Regions from separate parts of the Pan troglodytes genome. Here region 1 is linked to region 2. A link is a contact called in public Hi-C data. All regions are on one chromosome and are shown on one strand. Each heading gives the region's core, a stretch centred on a gene start, on an enhancer-like site or on the middle of the called end of the contact. The rest is flanking DNA. Distances are from core to core; before and after follow the strand shown.

The links. Hi-C and Micro-C count contacts between places; a contact is called where the count stands out from the background.
Region 1: a Hi-C map of stem cell-derived neural progenitor cells shows a contact between it and region 2, with 5 times the contacts expected there. The contact joins the enhancer-like site here to the promoter of FOXO3 in region 2. A contact is called at or near these places in 3 of 7 Hi-C or Micro-C datasets (blood, induced pluripotent stem cells and stem cell-derived neural progenitor cells), 1 of 1 datasets of contacts at active chromatin or transcription factors (stem cell-derived excitatory neurons) and 1 of 1 other capture datasets (stem cell-derived neural stem cells).

What each region holds. Positions count from the first base shown.
Region 1 is chr5:120,696,892-120,699,654 of NHGRI_mPanTro3-v2.0_pri, reverse strand. No RefSeq gene overlaps it. Among named protein-coding and RNA genes, the nearest start is that of ARMC2, 67 kb to the left of the region's middle. Within about 2 kb of position 1,329, at least 10 of the 24 cell types and tissues checked have an H3K27ac peak or open chromatin away from gene starts, as enhancers often do. A contact at or near this core is called in induced pluripotent stem cells and stem cell-derived neural progenitor cells, where this site is marked.
Region 2 is chr5:120,474,888-120,477,607 of NHGRI_mPanTro3-v2.0_pri, reverse strand. FOXO3 (forkhead box O3) reads right to left here and starts at 1,374. Exons shown (of 4, transcript XM_016956082.4): 1 at 1,119-1,374; 2 at 1-35.

The DNA.
Region 1 (2,763 bases), core at 80-2,579, 220 kb before region 2:
GGTCCCTCTCTAGTTTTACAACTGTGCTTCCTTTTATATTCCCCTTTGTGTCTGATTCCACTTTCATTTCCCTTGCCCCCACCCACAGGCATCTGCTGGAATGGGTTTGATATTTGCCCAATTGTTATTTATCCTGTTGCTTTTCTACTGGGACGGCACGGCAAGAGGATGTTTATCTCTGATTCATTATGCTGATTCATTTTTGTTAAGCAGCCACACAATTTCAGGTATAGTGCTGGAGTGGATCCCACTGTGGAACCTAACAGCCAAACTGTGAACTGAACATCTGTTTAATTTAAATGGTGGGTCCTGGGGTGTCAGTTCCATTATTTTGTTTGTATTACAAAACTTGGCTTACAAGATCACACTCTCGTTTAAAAAAAAAAAATTGTCCTTTAAATTGGGAAAATGCTCATCTGTCCTGAATGACTTGAGAGTGCTTCTGCCTGCAAGCAGAGTGTGCGGTGACTCACTGTCCCATGAAGACGCCTTCCCTTCTACTTTAAGACTGCGTCTGTCCCGCAGAACGCCACGTGCGGGCGTCCCTGGAACCTGGCCCATAGGTGGCAGTCTCCCTTCATCGTTCCCGGACTACGAACCTCGGAAGGGCAGCCTGAGAAAGCAGTTGGTTTTGCTTTTGCTTTTTCTTCGGGTTTCCTAATATTTAATGTTCCCTCCACTCAACTTCCCCCTCCATCCCACAGATAGTGTAGAGATTGCATCCCTGGAGGCTAGCAAACGACAAAAGAAACTTCGCCTGGAACCAGTCAAAGTCGGGAGACCTGCGTTGTGCCGACGCTCGATGCGATTGTTTTGGAATTTTGCTGAAGCTCTCTTGCAGAATTGCTCTGTAAATGGCAAGAAGAAATGCCTTTCACTATAAACAGAAAATAAAGCTTTCACAAGTTGTCATATTTTTAAAAAGCAATCATGCGGATGCAAGTTTTTATCCCCTCTGTTTAGTCTTGCCTCCCCTCCTTGCCAACACACCCCCACAGAATTTGGGATGAATCTTTGCGAGTGAAGTAAAAGTAGGCATTCTCTCCAACATGTGCCCCTCCCCCAGCCCCTCACAGAGCCTATTCAACAAGATATCGAACAGTCATAGGCAGAGACGAGTGTGCGTGCGCATATGAGTGTGCATGTGTGTGCGCGTGTGTGCGTGCGAGTGTGTGTGTATGCAGAGAATACTACATGGAGAGTCAAAGGGAAACCAAGAGATCCAGAAAAGGGGCACCACCTTCTCACCTTCCTTCCACCCCACTCCTCCTCACCCAAGGAGGGAAGCCAGGTAGAGCGCTCACCCAGCCCCAGGCCCTTTTGGGCGAGCCTGCCCAATGGGTTTCTAATCAGCCAACACTTTGGGCCGGCCTCCACTGTTTATGGAGCCAAAGGGACTTTAAATCATTAGCCGGTGTCAAAATGCTTGAGGAATGTGCTTGCCTAGGAAGCCACATGGAGTGGTTCATCAGCATTTGTAAAAACCGCCTTGGCAAAAAGATGTTGAACCCAGCACTGGGGGCGGATTGTGTGTATTTCAGTTGAATTAGCAAACAGAATACCTTTTAAATCTTAGCAACACCTGGTTCTGAAAAGGACACCCACTAAAGAAAGGGCTGCCTTGTCTGTGCTGGAAGAGGCTTTCCCTGGCTCAAGGTGCTTCTCCTCTCCAGATCAGAGACCTCATTAGATGCTTGGTCCCTCTTCCTTCCTAAGATGTGCAGAGGCCTCGGAGATTTTCACCTGGACTTTGGGACAAAGCCAACACAGGATGTCCTGAGTTACAGCAAGCATTTCTGAATGGAGGTAGCCATTGGTCAGCCTGCTCTAAAGAAGGCCAAGTTCATGTTCCCCCCAAAGGACTAGACCCCAGGATAGGTGGGGGTTTAGGGGCAGGGGTGAAGAGGGTGTGGGAGGTGGTGAAGGGGAGGGGGTAGAGGAGGGGGTGGGTGGAGAGGGCAGGCATGGAGTGGGTGGAGGGGGCCTGGCAGAAGCCTGGTTCAAGCACGAGCAGAGCCTCCCTGGCCACGGCAGGTGGGCCCCCTGACACACAGAAGTCTTCTTCAGAACAGACTTATTGCCTTAGCTGTTTGGCCACTCTCCTGCACACACCTGGAATCACTGGGCATGTCTCTGAGGAACTAAAGCTGATCTCTCCTTGGTAGGCTGACTTCAGCGGAAGAGCTGAGGATACGCCACCTTTTCTCTCTTTAGGCCCTTTCCCTTGAAAAGCTCTGTGAATTAGGATTTTCTCTTCTCAAAGGAAAAATAAAACCGCTTAAAAGCACCATCAAGTCCTTAAAATTCTTTTTTTTTTTTTTTTTTGAAATAGTCTTACTCTGTCGCCCAGGCTGGAGTGCAGTGGCACAATCTTGGCTCACTGCAACCTCCACCTCTTGGGCTCAAGGGATTCTCCTGCTTCAGCCTCCCAAGTTGCTGGGATTACAGGTGTGCCCCACCAAGCCCAGCTAATTTTGCATTTTTAGTAGAGACGGGGTTTCACCATGTTGGCCAGGCTGGTCTCGAACTCCTGACCTCAAGTGTCCCACCCACCTCAGCTTCCCAAAGTGCTGAGATTAGAGGCATGAGCCACCACGCCTGGCCAGGTTCTCAAAATCTATAAAATAAAGCCTCAGGGGGTTATTTAAAATCTGCTAGAACAGGGGCCCAGCAGACCTTCCTGCTTTGTCTCCCACATCTGCTATTAGACACCACTACGTTCCAGCCCAGCCCTCGGCTCCTCTCATCCCACCCTGCTCGTGG
Region 2 (2,720 bases), core at 125-2,624:
CGAAGGCTCCGGCTCCCGGGCGCCGCCGCCGCCGCCTGGGGAAGCACGAGAGAAGAGAGAAGGAGAGTTGGTTATCCCGGGCCGGAGCCCCGTCCTCGGCGAGTCCTCGCCCGCTGCCGCCACCTCCCAGTCCTGCCGCGCCCGCCTCCCAGGAACAGGAGGACCTGAAGACGTGCGGCCAGCGAACCTGGCGCAGCAGACACCGCCCCCCGGCCAGGCCGCGAGGGAGCCGCGAGCGAATCGACGGCCTCGCGCGGGGCAGCCCCCTCCCCCCGCCGCCCAGCCGCAGGTCCCTCCCGGGCTAGGCGGCGGGGCGGGGAGAAGGGGGAGGGGCGCCCGGGGGAGGGGCGGCCGCGCCTTTAAAGCGGGCAGCGGCCGGAGCTGGCGCAGCCGAGCCGCGGTCAGAGCCCGAGCTCGGGTGTGCGTGCGTTTGTTTATGTTTCGCTCGGGCCCGCTCTAGTGCCTCCCGCGGCGCCGCCGCTCAAGTCTGTGCTGTCTTCGGCTCTTCTCCCCTTATCCCGGCCCGGCCGCCTCCGCGACCCCCCACGACCCCCCGTCACCCCCCACCCGGTCGAATGGCCCGAGCCCGGGGACTGCGCGGGCAGCTCCCTCTCCCCTCTTCGCCCGCGGGCCAGAGGGCGAACGGGGGTCTGGGCGCAGATGGGCCCTTGTCACTTCCAAAAAATAAAGGAAAGACAGAAAGAAGGGGGAGCAGCAGCCCAGCGGGTGTTCGCAGAGGTTCGAGCCCGGCGGGGACGGCCACTTCGGGGTTTTGTGTGGTTTGCATTCTCGCGGACGTCGTCCCCTCCGCCCCCTTCCCAGTCGGGATCCGGGGGAGGGAGCGAGTCGGAACATAAATCTTCCAACAGGTCGGGAAGCGCCAAGTCTCCCGGGCTGCTAGAAAACCCGGACCAGCACGTTCATCACCTCCTTGCTCCCGCTGCTGCCATCTTGACAGTTTCCCCCTTCCCCTGAGTCCTTTAAAAACACTAGCGGGCGAGAAGGGGGGCGCGCACACCGCGGCTCAGGGAGGGGAAAGGGAAGCGCCCGGCCCAGCTCGGAAGCAGATCCGGAGTCACCGGGAAGGCGGCCGCCCGCTGCACGGCTCCGGCGCCTACCTCGCTTCCTTCCCTTCAGGGACGCGGCGGGACGACGCACGATCCCGCGCGGGCCCGGGGCACGGCGAGGAGGGGGCGCGCAACCTCGGCGAAGGAGAAGCGCTCGGGCCGTCGCCGCAGCCCGCCCGAGGAACCGCCTGTCAGCTCGCGCGCCGCCGCCTTCCACATTCCTCCTCCTCCCTTCCACGAGCAGGGCGGCCGCGGCAGCAGCACAAAGTTATAGACACACGCAGGGCGCCTCAACCTAGGCTGACGGCGGGCGGGTCCCCGCCCAGGGGGAGGGCTGGGCGGCGGGCCGGGCGCGCGGCGGGCGTGCGTGTGTGAGTGCGCGTGTGTGAGCTCGCGCGCGCCTGCGCGGCCCGGCTCCGCGGGGCTGCGGGCGTGGGTGTCCGGGCGCGCGCCGTGGGCCGGGACTCGGCGGGCTCCCGCTGCTGTCCCCGCTGGGCTCCTCCTCCCTCCCGAGAGCCTCAACGACAACAAAGCGCGGCGCTGGCCCGGGAGAGGGGGGAGAAGGGAGGAGAGGAGGAAGAAGGGGGGAGAGGAGGGAGAGGAGGGAGAGGAGGGAGAAGGGGGAGCGGCAGGAGCGCACAGCCTCCTACGCTCCAAGGAGCGCAGCGGCGTGGCCTCCCTGACTCCGGGCAGGGCGCCTGGTACCAGGGGGTCCCTGGCCTGCGCGTCCGCCCGCCGGGCTCTGGGCCAGCCCCGGTGTCCGGTTCCCTGTTAGAACGCGACACCAGGTAACACCCGAGATAAGATGCTGGCCGCAAGATGGGCAGGGTTATCGCGGTGTGGAAATACTGAACGGCGAAGATGTTGGTGCCTGCAGAACTTCGATAAGCTGATGCTCACAGATTTCGATCAGGCACCAAAAGGTTTGCACTGAGTCTCTCACCTCGGACGGTGGACCACAGTCGTGTTTCACTTTTCATGGGTTTCATGGCAAACGGGGGAGAGGTGTAACTAACTCCGGAAGAAATGCAAATTTACCCCCGTCCTACATTCAAGAGCAGATTCCGAACAACTGAGAAGGGGAAATAATTTTAATCTAATTTGTAAATGACGACAAAACCGCTACGTGGGCATTTTTGACTTTTAAAAAAAGACGTATCCTTTAGGTTAAACGAAAAACATCTGCACAAGTCCTTATTCTACGATCCGTGCCCCAAATCGTTTATTTGTACTCTACGAATGCACCACACGCGACATGCACACCAAAAGTCTACACACTAGTTCATAAATATATTTTTTTAAAAATCCTTGTAAGTCACCGGAGATAGCTCAGAGTGTAGAAGCGGGCTTCTCAACGACCCCATACACAAAAAGGTCCAGCCCAGCGTACGCAAGAGCCAGCCCGCCCAGCCGCCTCCGGGCTCCGGGCTTTGCGCAGCGCCCGTCACTCAAGTGACGCGCGGCCCCGCCCCTGCACCAAGCTAGTTCGACGCGTACAAACAGATGATGTCATCGTATCCACACGCGCGTGACCCCGGAGCTCTCCGCCGCGTCGCCATTCGCTGCGCCGCTTACTCGTCAAGGCACGCCGCGCGCTGACTGGCCGCGGCCACCAGTCTCCAGGCCCCAGACGCCCCTCTCCGCCCCCCCGCC